3 separate regions of the Mus musculus genome follow, and all the other regions are linked to region 1. The links are chromatin contacts, called in public Hi-C and promoter capture Hi-C maps. All regions are on one chromosome and are shown on one strand. The core of a region is the stretch at or near the end of the contact, and the rest is flanking DNA. Distances in the headings are between cores, read along the strand shown.

What was found. Hi-C and Micro-C count contacts between places; a contact is called where the count stands out from the background. Capture Hi-C pulls out chosen DNA fragments and counts their contacts.
Region 2: a contact with region 1 is called in a promoter capture Hi-C map of liver, with 2.9 times the contacts expected there. The contact joins the promoter of AA543186 here to the promoter of Surf6 in region 1. A contact is called at or near these places in 3 of 39 promoter capture datasets (liver, pre-B cells and second pharyngeal arch cranial neural crest) and 1 of 9 other capture datasets (liver).
Region 3: a Hi-C map of B cells shows a contact between it and region 1, with 6 read pairs. The contact joins the enhancer-like site here to the promoter of Surf6 in region 1. A contact is called at or near these places in 3 of 39 promoter capture datasets (embryonic stem cells, hippocampal neurons and liver), 1 of 484 Hi-C or Micro-C datasets (B cells), 2 of 115 datasets of contacts at active chromatin or transcription factors (embryonic stem cells and thymic regulatory T cells) and 1 of 9 other capture datasets (liver).

What each region holds. Positions count from the first base shown.
Region 1 is chr2:26,900,660-26,904,257 of GRCm38.p6, reverse strand. Surf6 (surfeit gene 6) reads left to right here and starts at 1,371. Exons shown (of 5, transcript NM_009298.4): 1 at 1,371-1,564. The coding sequence starts at 1,471.
Region 2 is chr2:25,331,233-25,334,938 of GRCm38.p6, reverse strand. It overlaps AA543186 (expressed sequence AA543186), which reads left to right and starts at 2,368. Exons shown (of 2, transcript NR_027448.1): 1 at 2,368-2,791. It overlaps Man1b1 (mannosidase, alpha, class 1B, member 1), which reads right to left and starts at 2,196. Exons shown (of 13, transcript NM_001029983.2): 1 at 1,963-2,196; 2 at 1,396-1,504; 3 at 447-562. The coding sequence starts at 2,079.
Region 3 is chr2:28,515,546-28,519,062 of GRCm38.p6, reverse strand. It overlaps a transcript of Ralgds not described here. Among named protein-coding and RNA genes, the nearest start is that of Ralgds, 16 kb to the left of the region's middle. Within about 2 kb of position 1,627, at least 225 of the 459 cell types and tissues checked have an H3K27ac peak or open chromatin away from gene starts, as enhancers often do. A contact at or near this core is called in B cells, embryonic stem cells, hippocampal neurons and 2 more, where this site is marked.

The sequences.
Region 1 (3,598 bases), core at 122-2,621:
GGGAACAGTGGGACGGCCCCTCCTTATATAGCTTTGGGTTCCTGGCATCTAGTAAATCCGTGACATAAAATAAATGGATGAAGAATCCGCTAGTACTGCAAGCTATATGACTGCAGCACCTGTACCTTTGATGCCACCTATTTTTGCCATCCTACTTAGAGCTATCATGCCTGCATCTTAGAAGGACTGGCCTTGGGCTTGGAAAGGCTGAGGTGTCTTGCTCAGAAGCGAAGATCTTAGAAACCGGGAGCTCAGACCCCATTGCCCCTCAGTACCAGGCTCACGGCTGACATACAGAAACCATGGTTCTCGGGCAGGTATGTGCATTCAGCCTGTCACTCCTGACTACCATCAGCATGCCTCATCCATGGTTGTAGTCCTGGGTCTATAAGGAACATAGGCTGGTCACCAGGTGACCCAGCACCTACAATAGCCAAAAAGAACATAGCACTGGAATGTGTAGCTAGGGGCAAGTCACTGCCCCAGTGAGGGAGTTTTCCAGCAGTGATGCCAAAGCAGTGTTAACTGTTGGAAGAGCTTGTAAGTGCCCTGGAGAAAGCTTAGCCACCTAGTGAAAGACAGTGTTTTATTGTTTAGTCAATTCTGTCGTTCACATTTAAAAGCGAAACTTCTCCTTTAAAGGGCACCATTGTCTTTCCTCTGCTTGCGTGGCCAGGGCCAGAGCTCCCTGGAGATACTGCTTGGGGATTTAGTGTTCTAGAAATTCAGAGTCACAAGTGATGTAAGTTGTGTGTCACCTTTTTTCATGAACTTCTGAGTTGCTGGGTCACACCCAAAAAACTACCGGGCAGGCTCTTCTTTGGGCTTGCCTTTCCCTTCATTTCCTCATAAGTAGCTTTAACGCCATCTGCAAGTAGTTTCTTATTCCTAAGGGCTCATCACCATTGAGATTCATTGCTACCGCATGTAATCTAAGATCCACGCCATACTCAGGTCTCTAGTTGTGGCCCACGTCTTTTTATACCTGATTGCGTTTTGCTCTGTGTGGCGGGAGTGGCAATAGGATGCTGGGCATCCCCTGCAGGCGGGGTTCTGACCTTCAGTCCAGCAGTAGGGAAAGAGCTATAGTAGCCCAGGTCTGCCCGGCCCTGAGGGCTTCAAGCTCGGTGGGAGCCCAGCCCTCTCAGGTTACAGGCTCCATTTTCAGAGAAACGCCTCCAGATTGAGGAGTAGCCGGCCCGTCAGGCATGGCTAATTGAGCTCCGAGAGGAAAGCAGCTGCTAGCGGATTTACACTGTGGCTTCCGGGGCTGGCTGGCTGGTTTGCTAACCTGGAGTTTAGATTACGGCTAATCCTTGGGGGTGGCTTCCGGTGCTCCAGGCTGCGTCTGCGCATAAGATACTTCCGGCGGGGTCACGCCGCTCTACTGGTGGTACCTGCGTGTACGGAGCTTCCGGCGGGGCTCCACCGCGGGAGCTTCCTATTCTGGTCCCAGCCTTGGTTGGCAGCATGGCTTCTCTCCTGGCCAAGGATACCTATCTTCAGGACTTGGCCAAGAAGATCTGCGCGCAGCCTGGCCCTGAACGACAGAGGAGCACATGGGGTAAGGCATCCGGCTCGAGCAGCTTTTGGGAGCAGACGCCGTCAGTAAGGAGCCCGCTGTCCTAGGTCGGGGCCGGACCCCCCGCAAGGGATATGAGTTCGAGCGGGTGGGTACTCGCGGGGACAGCAAAAGCTTGAGCTCTGGGCCCTGAAGGAGTGGGAGGCAGTTAGGAAATTACCAGACTCGAACGGAAAGAAAATCGGGCTTGCTACTACAAGTGTGAAGAGTTTTCTTACTGGCGTGTGTGTTTTTCAGCCCTTGTCTGTGAATGTGTTTCTTGTGTTGAAAGAACGCACACTCCATTCTTGGCTGTTTAGTTTAAAGCGCTAACATTTCCTTATCTTTGGAAGTGGAAGCAAGTCTTAAATCATAAAATGTTAATTGCGTCTGGGCCTGGTTGGTAGGGAGGCTGAGGAGAAAGACCTCGAGGTCAAGACCCGCCTGCCTGTCAGGACTACAGGATGTGATCACCTCTGCATGAGCAACTTCAGGAAACTCTCCGAAAGTAAAAGGAGCGGGTGGAGATATGGCTCAGTGGTTAAGAGCACTTGCTACTTTTGCATAGGACCCAGATTTGGTTCCCAGCAGCTACATGGCAGCTGACACCAGCCCCTAATTCCAGTTCTAGGGACTCATTAACACTCTTCTGGCTCTCAGTGGCACCAGGGATGGTCTTGATGCACAGACATACTTACAAACAGCACTCATAAAAGTAAACGAGTCTGGGAGGCACAGGTGGGAGGTGGTCTGCAAGCCTTTTAACACCAGCACTTGGCAAACAAGCAAGAAAGATTACTGTGAATTCCAGATGGCCAGGACTGCATACTGAGACCCCTTTTATTTGTTTGCTTGTTTGGAGACAGGGTTTCTCAGTGTAGCCTTGGCTATCCTGGAACTTGCTCTGTAGACCAGGCTGGCCTTGAATTCAGATTCACCTGTTTCTGCCTCCCAGGTGTGCCACCACCGCCTGGCTTAAGATCATGTGTTAAAAACAAACAAACAAACGGAGCTGGAGAGAGGGTGCAATAGTTCTGTGTATCTACAGCTCTTAGGAGAGGACCAGATTGTTCCCATCAGCCACCCTCATTTATGGTGCACATGATTAAAATGTAATAAATTTACCAAAAGAAAAAGGAGGTTTGGAAGTATGATTTAGTGTTGGAGTACTTGCCTAATGTGTGTGAGAGCTGTTGTGTGGTATCATGTAGGAAGACACATGAGTACCTGCTCAGCCAGGACACACATGCTGCACGTGAGCACAATGAAGCATTTGGTCTGGAGCCCATTTAGAATGATGGTGGCCTGTAAACATGGGTTTAGGTTTCCCCAAGTCCCATTTTCCAAGGGAAAATATTCCTTGAAGTAGTTTCTTGAAGTTTGACAGAACGAAGAAAGTCAAAGCAGGTTTAAAATACATTAGAGTGTATACCAGGTCATATAGCAAAATGACAGCTTTCTTTAGGACTAGATGCTGATGGCAGTTCCTCCCGTCCCCCAAACAGGGCTTCTCTGTGTAGCTTGTAATGTCCTGGACCCTGTAGACCAGGCTGGCCTTGAATTTACAGAGATTAGTCTGCATCTGCCTCTGAAGTGGAGTGCTGGGATTAAAGGTGTGCCTGGTGCTGATAGCATTCTTAATTTTTAGGTTGGCCTGCTAAGTGAGTATATTCCAAAACGTTTATTATCTATTAGTCACATGGAGGAGTCAGTCTGCAGACAGCTTCTTTCCAGGAAATCTCTGGCAGAACCAAAGGCAGAATACTGCTGAAGTCCAGAGAGGCAAATGAATTGAGCCTTATGGGGTGACTCACAGGAGTGGAAATGATTCAAACACAGCTTTACCACCAAAGTCTACCCCAGCATGGGTGATGGATCACAAAAGCTGGAAACCTGAAGTGCACTGCACAACTTGCAGGCAGCTCAAAAGTTGGAGAGTATTTATTTCATGTACTTCTGTTTGATTAAGTGATGCTCTGCCTTCTTATCTATGCTTGGGGAAGAGGGGATCTAGTGAATCTGGTCAGTTTCAGGGAC
Region 2 (3,706 bases), core at 1,119-3,618, 1.6 Mb after region 1:
CACTTTACAAAGGTCTATCTCCTTCAACCTTGCCCTGCCCACCCAGACAGAGACAGAGGCTTCTTAAATGGAGGCAGGGGTGGTTCCGCCTCTCAACACTGATCTGTACTCTGACACATGCCAACCAACTAACTGTCTCATCTATTTACGGCTGGCCTCTCACCTGCCCTTCCTATCGGCTTCTGTGGTTCCTCCAAAGAGGAAAGTCTCTTTCCTCATCAGTGGGCAGCCAACACATGCCTGACACAGGAGCTTAATCATGTCATGGTGGCGTTCAAAGGGAATGAAGCAAATGTCTGCCTCTTTCTTGCCCAACTTCATACAGTCAGCCTCACCTGAGCCAGTGTGAGGCTGGCTGTGACAGGGAAGAGAGGGTAGCATTTACCAACCTAGAGTGCTCCAAAACAGACCCCAGTGACAACCCACAGAGCCCTTACTGGAAATACCTGAGAGAGTATGTCTGCAAACCCTTCTTGTTCAGCACTTTCCTTCTGAGGCGCTGGTAAGACAGGCAGGACTTCTTGCTTCATCTTCTCTACTTCTGCAGGTCTGCCACTCAGAGCTGTGGAAGCAAACCTTTTCACCTTAAGGCCCATTACAGGCTCCAGAACAGATGTCTAAACAGGTGCTATTTGTTTCAGGTAGTGAAACCTCCAAGAAGCACTGAACTCAAGAAGGCCCAGAGGAATCAAATCTGCTGTTAGTGTCATTGTATCTTGGAGAGAGTTTGTCTGTGGAGCCCTGGCTTTGTAAACCAGGCTGACCTCAAACTCAGAGTCACCTGCTTCTCCCTCCCAAGTGCTGGGATTAAAAGCGCCACCACCTCCCAGCTTGAGCAGGGTTTTATGTAGCCCAAGCTAGCCTCAACTCCTGATCCTCCTACCTCTATTTCCCAAGTGTGAAGACCACAGTCTTTTCCAGGCTGAATTCTTTTTCAAGCATTTGGCAGAGTGTGTCCTTAAACACAACATACAACAACCCCCTCAGCCCCGCAACATATCAATTTAATAGTGCCCAAACAGGCAGCTTGACTTGAGCAATCTGAAGCAATGTTTGGGTTTCCAACCTTAAAGCAGCCCAGAAGGAATCCTAGGATCCTCTCAGGATATCCACTGGTCCCAGGCAAACACACTGTACCACGTGGTAGGGACATGTGATTAGTGCTGATCTGCTGCTATAGACTGATGGGGAGGGGAGGGACAGCACTGTTGGCCCAAAGACCTACAGGGTCACCTGTACACCAGTTGGTCATACTGGGCTCCACATTTTCCCCTCTGCTGTATTTATTGCCAATCTGTCACCACATGCCTTGTGGTACTGTTTTATCTGGATTGCAATACTGTATCTGACCTCAGCCTGCATCTCCTCTGCTCGAGCACCACTGGTATTTCATACCTTTCCACTGGTCAGCCGTATGAAGAGAGTACAGGAATCCACAGAGAATCAGAAAGCCCAAGACGAAGAGAATCACATTCCGCTGTAGCCTCGAAAGCTGCTTCCATTTCTAAGAAAGAGCCGGGAAAATGACACTTGTCACAGATTCGGTTAAAAGAGCAATTCAGAGAGACCCTTATGTAAGGCTTGTCCTTACTTGAGGGCAGGTAAGTTCCCTCTCAGCAAAGTTTACATTGACAGAACAGTGCTAGAGGTGACAGAGCACACCATCCCATACATGGCACAAGATCTGTACACCATGTGTCCAGCTGCACGTGCACTGGAGAAAAACTCCTGAAATCCCCATGACTTGGCTCAGGCATCGTCGGACCATACGGGCTGTGCTCATTGCCCCCTCAGCTCAGGATCCCCAGGGCACCTGACATTAGGCAGGGGAAGCAACCACACCGAAACCCAAGCTGCGAGAACCAGACGCAGCACAGAAACTTCTGGACGCTGGAAGAGACACGAACGCTCCAGCTAGGTACTTCCCTCGGTAAGGCTTCCCCAGCCCGGACCCCGCCTCACCCTCCAGCATGAGCGCCGCCGCCGGCTCTTGCTGTTGTCGTAGCTCTCGCCCAGGCTCAGCGTCACCGAGATGAAGTCCCGGTGAGGCGCCGGCGGCGGCGCCGGCGGTGGGTACATAACTGCGAAGCCGGCCCAAAAGACCTCGCTTGCTGGAGGCGTCAGGAAGCCCAAGACTGAGAAAGACCGCGGGCTGCCATAACGAAGGCATCCACACCCCGCCCATCGCCCTAAACACCAGTGCGCACGCGCCGCGTCTTATCGGTCGTTGCGCAAGCTCAGAACCCTAGTCTAAGCACCGCGCCTGCGTACACCCTTGTGCTGGTATTTCCTGGCGGGTCACTGGCGTCACGATACCCGCCCCTGTGCCGTTGACGTTATTTCATCGCGTCCTTACGTCGCTGAATCGCGCGCATCCGCTCCATTGCAGGCGTCCTGCAGACTCCCTGTTGGGGGCGGACTGACTACGGTTTGGAGAAGTGTTCTTTGTTGCAGTTACGTCTGGCTTGAGTTGTGGACTATCACCCTTGCCGGAGTCCTGCGCTCGATCTCGGGGAGCGGGCATCACCCTGGCGCGCCTGGAGGTGAAACGCAAAACTCCTGACCGGAGGAAGGGACGGCCCTGCTGAGGCTGAGTCCTGGGGTGGCTCTGCGCCCTGAGGCCGCGGCCTGGCCTTTCTAGTCGCTCCGGCCTGGGAGCGACCCTTTCTGCGACCATTCCGCTCCTAGCCCTACCTACGTACTCGGCAACGGGTTTAAAACGACCTCACTTTTCCGTGCGCGTGGTTCCCTCGAGGAAAACATGCAAAACGACAAAACTGCCCACTGTCCGGTGGGTGAAACTGCTGCTTCCCAACTTACTTGTGGTATTTCTGAGCATTTGGAGAGTTCCCTACGTTGCGATCATTTAGTTTGAATCTCCTACAGAAGACCTACCTGATCCCGCGCCCCTTCCCTACATTTTTTTTTTTTTTTTTTTGTGGGGTTGGGGGAGGTTCGAGACAGGGTTTCTCTGTATAGCCCTGGCTGTCCTGGAACTCACTCTGTAGACCAGGCTGGCCTCAAACTCAGAAATCCGCCTGCCTCTGCCTCCCGAGTGCTGGGGTTAAAGGCGTTCGCCACCACACCCGGCCCCTTCCCTACTTTTAAGTCCTCACAGATCGCTATTACAATAGTGCTCTCAAATGTAGGTTTTCGGAACCATGGCAGATGGTGCAATGACTTTGAGGTCTGCATATCTTCCAAAATGAAGGCGGAGTTCTTGTTGGCTATTCACGCCAACTCAAGCCAGGTCTACACATTCCCACGTTCTGCTACTGCTTATGACCATGAGGTGGCAGTTGGCATACCAAAGGGCTAGTTAGAGCTCTACGTTAAAAAAAAAAATAAACCTTTGAGGGAAGAAATAGGAAGAGTTTGTTAGACCAAAACAAAATCTGGAGCTGAAAATCTTCCAATTCAAGCCAGGCAAGAATGATAAGCCACTGTGGGACAAATCCTTGTCCAAGTTCAGAATCTAGCGACATTGAAGGTCTTGAAGGGGTTGAAAGAGGAAAACCAAGTCAGCCACAGAGAGCAATGATGAAGTAACCTTGCCCTTCTCATAATTAAAGCAAAGCAACACCTGTCTGTGCCCATATACAGACTCTTAACACTGCAGAGGTAAGGAAGTTACATAGTTCCAAGCCAGCCTGGGCCCCAGAGTGAGTGAAGTCTTGTCTAACAGTACTCAAACAATGGGAAGCTA
Region 3 (3,517 bases), core at 378-2,877, 1.6 Mb before region 1:
GCAGGCCCTGGGCCCGATTTCCCACATCCCATGCAAGTCCCCAAACGTGACATAACTTACGGGGCAGTATTGATGTTTAAAGTGGTGAGCACACAGGGAAAGGGACAGATGAGCCAGAGATGGAGAAACAGGTCAAGAGGAATTATGCTGTGGTCAGCCGGCTAGTTAGTCTCAAAGTTGGTTTGAGACCACAGCCTTGTATTCCAGGAGCTCCAGGGGACTCTTGGTCTTTGCCACACCTGGGATGCTGCCGTGCCCCAGGACTAGGGAGTCCGGGGCTACAGGGTATTTGTGTTGTTAAAACATCGTGCCTGTCCCTCTGGAATGGCCGGCACCAGGCTACAATTGACTGTACAGCTGATTCTGAATCTTTCTGACATTCTACCACTGTCCAATTGTCACTCGGATATCTAGAAAATGGCATTGGTTGCTAAGGGACTGGCCTGATGGTAGGCAGCTGCAGCTTGGGGTAATAGGAAGAGGGAGTAGACTGGGGTTTCTCTCAGTAAGGATCCTGGGGCTGTGGGCTGCTAGGCCCTATATGGAGGTGTGGGTGGATCAACCACAGGAGGTAACCACTCAGAGCTAAGAGCCACACACAGGCGGTGGGAAAGCCCCTAGCCGGGAGTCTTCCTGCAGGTATTTTGGGGGACTATGGTTGCTAAGCAACTGTACTAGGTTGCCATGGGAACTCTCCCTTCTTCTGGGACTTGTCATTTTTATGGAGATGCCACATTCCTTCCCATCTCTACCTCCTCAGGCTGTCTCAGCTACCTGTAAGGGGCCCTGGAGGCTCCCCAAACCTACCTTTGCCTACAAGGAAGCCACCTATCCAAGAAAGTACTATGCCTCTAAGACTCAGTTTGGGGGTGTGTGTGTAGGGGATTCAGGTCTCACAGTGTACCTCAGGATGACCTTGAACTCATAATTCTCCTGCCTCAGCTGGGATTGCAGTCGTGCACCACCCCGTGACCCTCTAAGAGAGGATTCTCTTGAGGTTCAAGACCCAACACAGAAAGCAGAGTTGAGGCCCTCATTAGAGTCAGGGGGATGAAAAAAATCTGTCTAGCTTGGTTTGCATCTCCATTCCTGCTAACCACCAACTCAGGCTCTTCCTGCCTTGACAGGGCTCTGACCACTAGAAGCCCAGTATAACTGGAAGGCATTCTCCGCCCTAGCCCTGGTGCCTGGCCCCTCCCTGGCTTGTCTGTAAAGGAGTGTCACCTGGGGCTTGCCATTACCCAACCAGGGGTTGTCCCCATGCCCAGCCAACCAGTGTTGGCAGCAGGCCATGCTGGGTAGACATGCCTCCTCTGGGACAGGCTAAGGCTAAGGTCCCTGCCAGCCATGTGTTGTATAAGCAGCTCACCTTTCCCTAAAACTACTTCTTGTGGCCTGTGGTAATAGGTAGGGGAGCTGTCTGGAAACTGCAGTAGGCCAAGGCAACTTACTGGTGACGAGCCAGAGGGAGGCAAAGTCCAGGCCCCAAGGTGTGTGTGTTGGGGAGAGGGGGTGGGGGAGAAGCTGAGGTCTCCTCAGTGGTTACCAGCAACACCCTGCTGCTCGCCTGCTCTCATTCTGATTTCCTTCAGTGTGTGTCACCAAGGATGACTCCTGACCTGTTTACAGTTTGCTTTGTCTCCTGGCAACCAGATGAGCTTTTGTGGAAACTCGGGACAGGGCAGTGCAGTACTGAACTTCCACACCAGAGGTTACAGCGCCACCTGCTGGTGCTACCATTGGTGGCCTTCAAGCCTTCCTACACAGGTGAAATTCTGCCAGATCCTAAGGAACCTGGCCTTCCCTATAACCCTCCTCACAGGCTCAGCTGTGTCCTTCCAAAAGCCCTTGGGTCCTGCAGATCCAGGCAACACAAGGCTAGACTGGGATGGGGTCAGGTCAGGGCTCACTCTCTCACTCTCACACACTCTCTCTCTCTCTCTCTCTCTCTCTCTCTCTCACACACACACACACACACACACACACACACACACACACACACACACACACGATGTCCTTACAGTAATGGAGACAACCAGACACAGACACACAGAGACACAGACACACAGAGGCAGCTGTGTGGAGGCAGAGGACTACAGACACGTTTAGGGGGATTTAAAGCTAAGGACTACAGCCATGCCAGAAGCTGTGGTTCAGTGGTGTTGATGCCTTGCTTTTAGGCTTCTGTCCTCTAGAACCACGAGAGATTTCTGTTGCACAGGGTCATCCAGTATATGGCATTCTGCTAGAGCAGCCACAGGACACTAACACAACGTACCAGGCCTGTCACCTTTTTGTCACCGTCATGCCTACCTCGCTGACTCTTGTCTCGCTCCCTGTCAGCTTTCTGCACTGCTCTTCCTGCTTTCTCTCGTGTGGCTGACCTATGAGATGCACAAGCACATGGATGAATGGCTCTCCAGCTCTGCTACTTCACCAAGTTCAGACAACCGTAAAAGTCAGAAGCTGGGGAAATGGCTCAGAGGTTACAGGGCCAGGACCTCCACGACTCAGGCAAATGCCTGATGGCTGTGGCTATCCAGACAGATATAAATCTAGCCTCAAAGGATAGAGACGGAATCTCCAGAGCAAGCTGGCCAGCAAGCCCAGCCCTATTAGTTGAGACCCTGCCTCCCTCAATGATCACAGCACCTACCATATGCATGTGCCAACACATGCATCTACGCCCAGTGTGTTGGAGTTCCCAGCACTCGGAAGAGGATGTCTGTGAGTTCTGGGGTCTACACAGTGAGTTCCAGGATAGCTAGTGCTATGTAGAGACCCAGTCTCAAAACAAATGAACCAAAACTCATGCACAACATATATACACATATATGTATAACACACATACCTGAAAATGGAAGAGGAAAAAGTCAAGAGACAGCAGCAGGTGTGCAGATGGGGGGTGGGGTGGGGTGGGGTGACAGCAATGAAGGCAATAGCAGGTGAGGAAGAAGATGCTTCCTGCTGCTCATGGCCACCCTGGTGCCAGGACAACCAACCTCTGTGTTTCCATATCCCTGGCCCTTCGATCTCAGGAGGCTAAAGGCCATGTGAGTCACCCATCTCTGTCCTTTGTTTTCCTCTCAAGGCCTACCTGGTCTCCCATAAGCACAGTGGAGACTCATTCCAGCACCTACTTGACCGTGTGTGTGTGTGTGTGTGTGTGTGTGTGTGTATGTGTGTGTAAGATGACACCGTAACACTTGGGGACTGCTGTCAGCTGTGACTAAAACACAACCTTAAGAGTTGGAAGAATTGTGGGTGGGGATGGAGAGTGGCAGGGATATAAACTACAGCAAGCCTGGCTCTGGGCAGTGGTACAGGGACAGTCATGTCCTCTCTTGGTCTCCTCTCCCAGCCTACACACTGGAGGGTCGACAGGTAAGCAAAGTCAGATGTGCCCCTCTGGCACACACCTCCCATTGGCCTGCATGCTAACTCTTCTGCTCAGCCCATACATCAACCCTAAGCCGCCGGCCGATCCCCACCAGCCCTAACCCCATCCCCTGAAGTG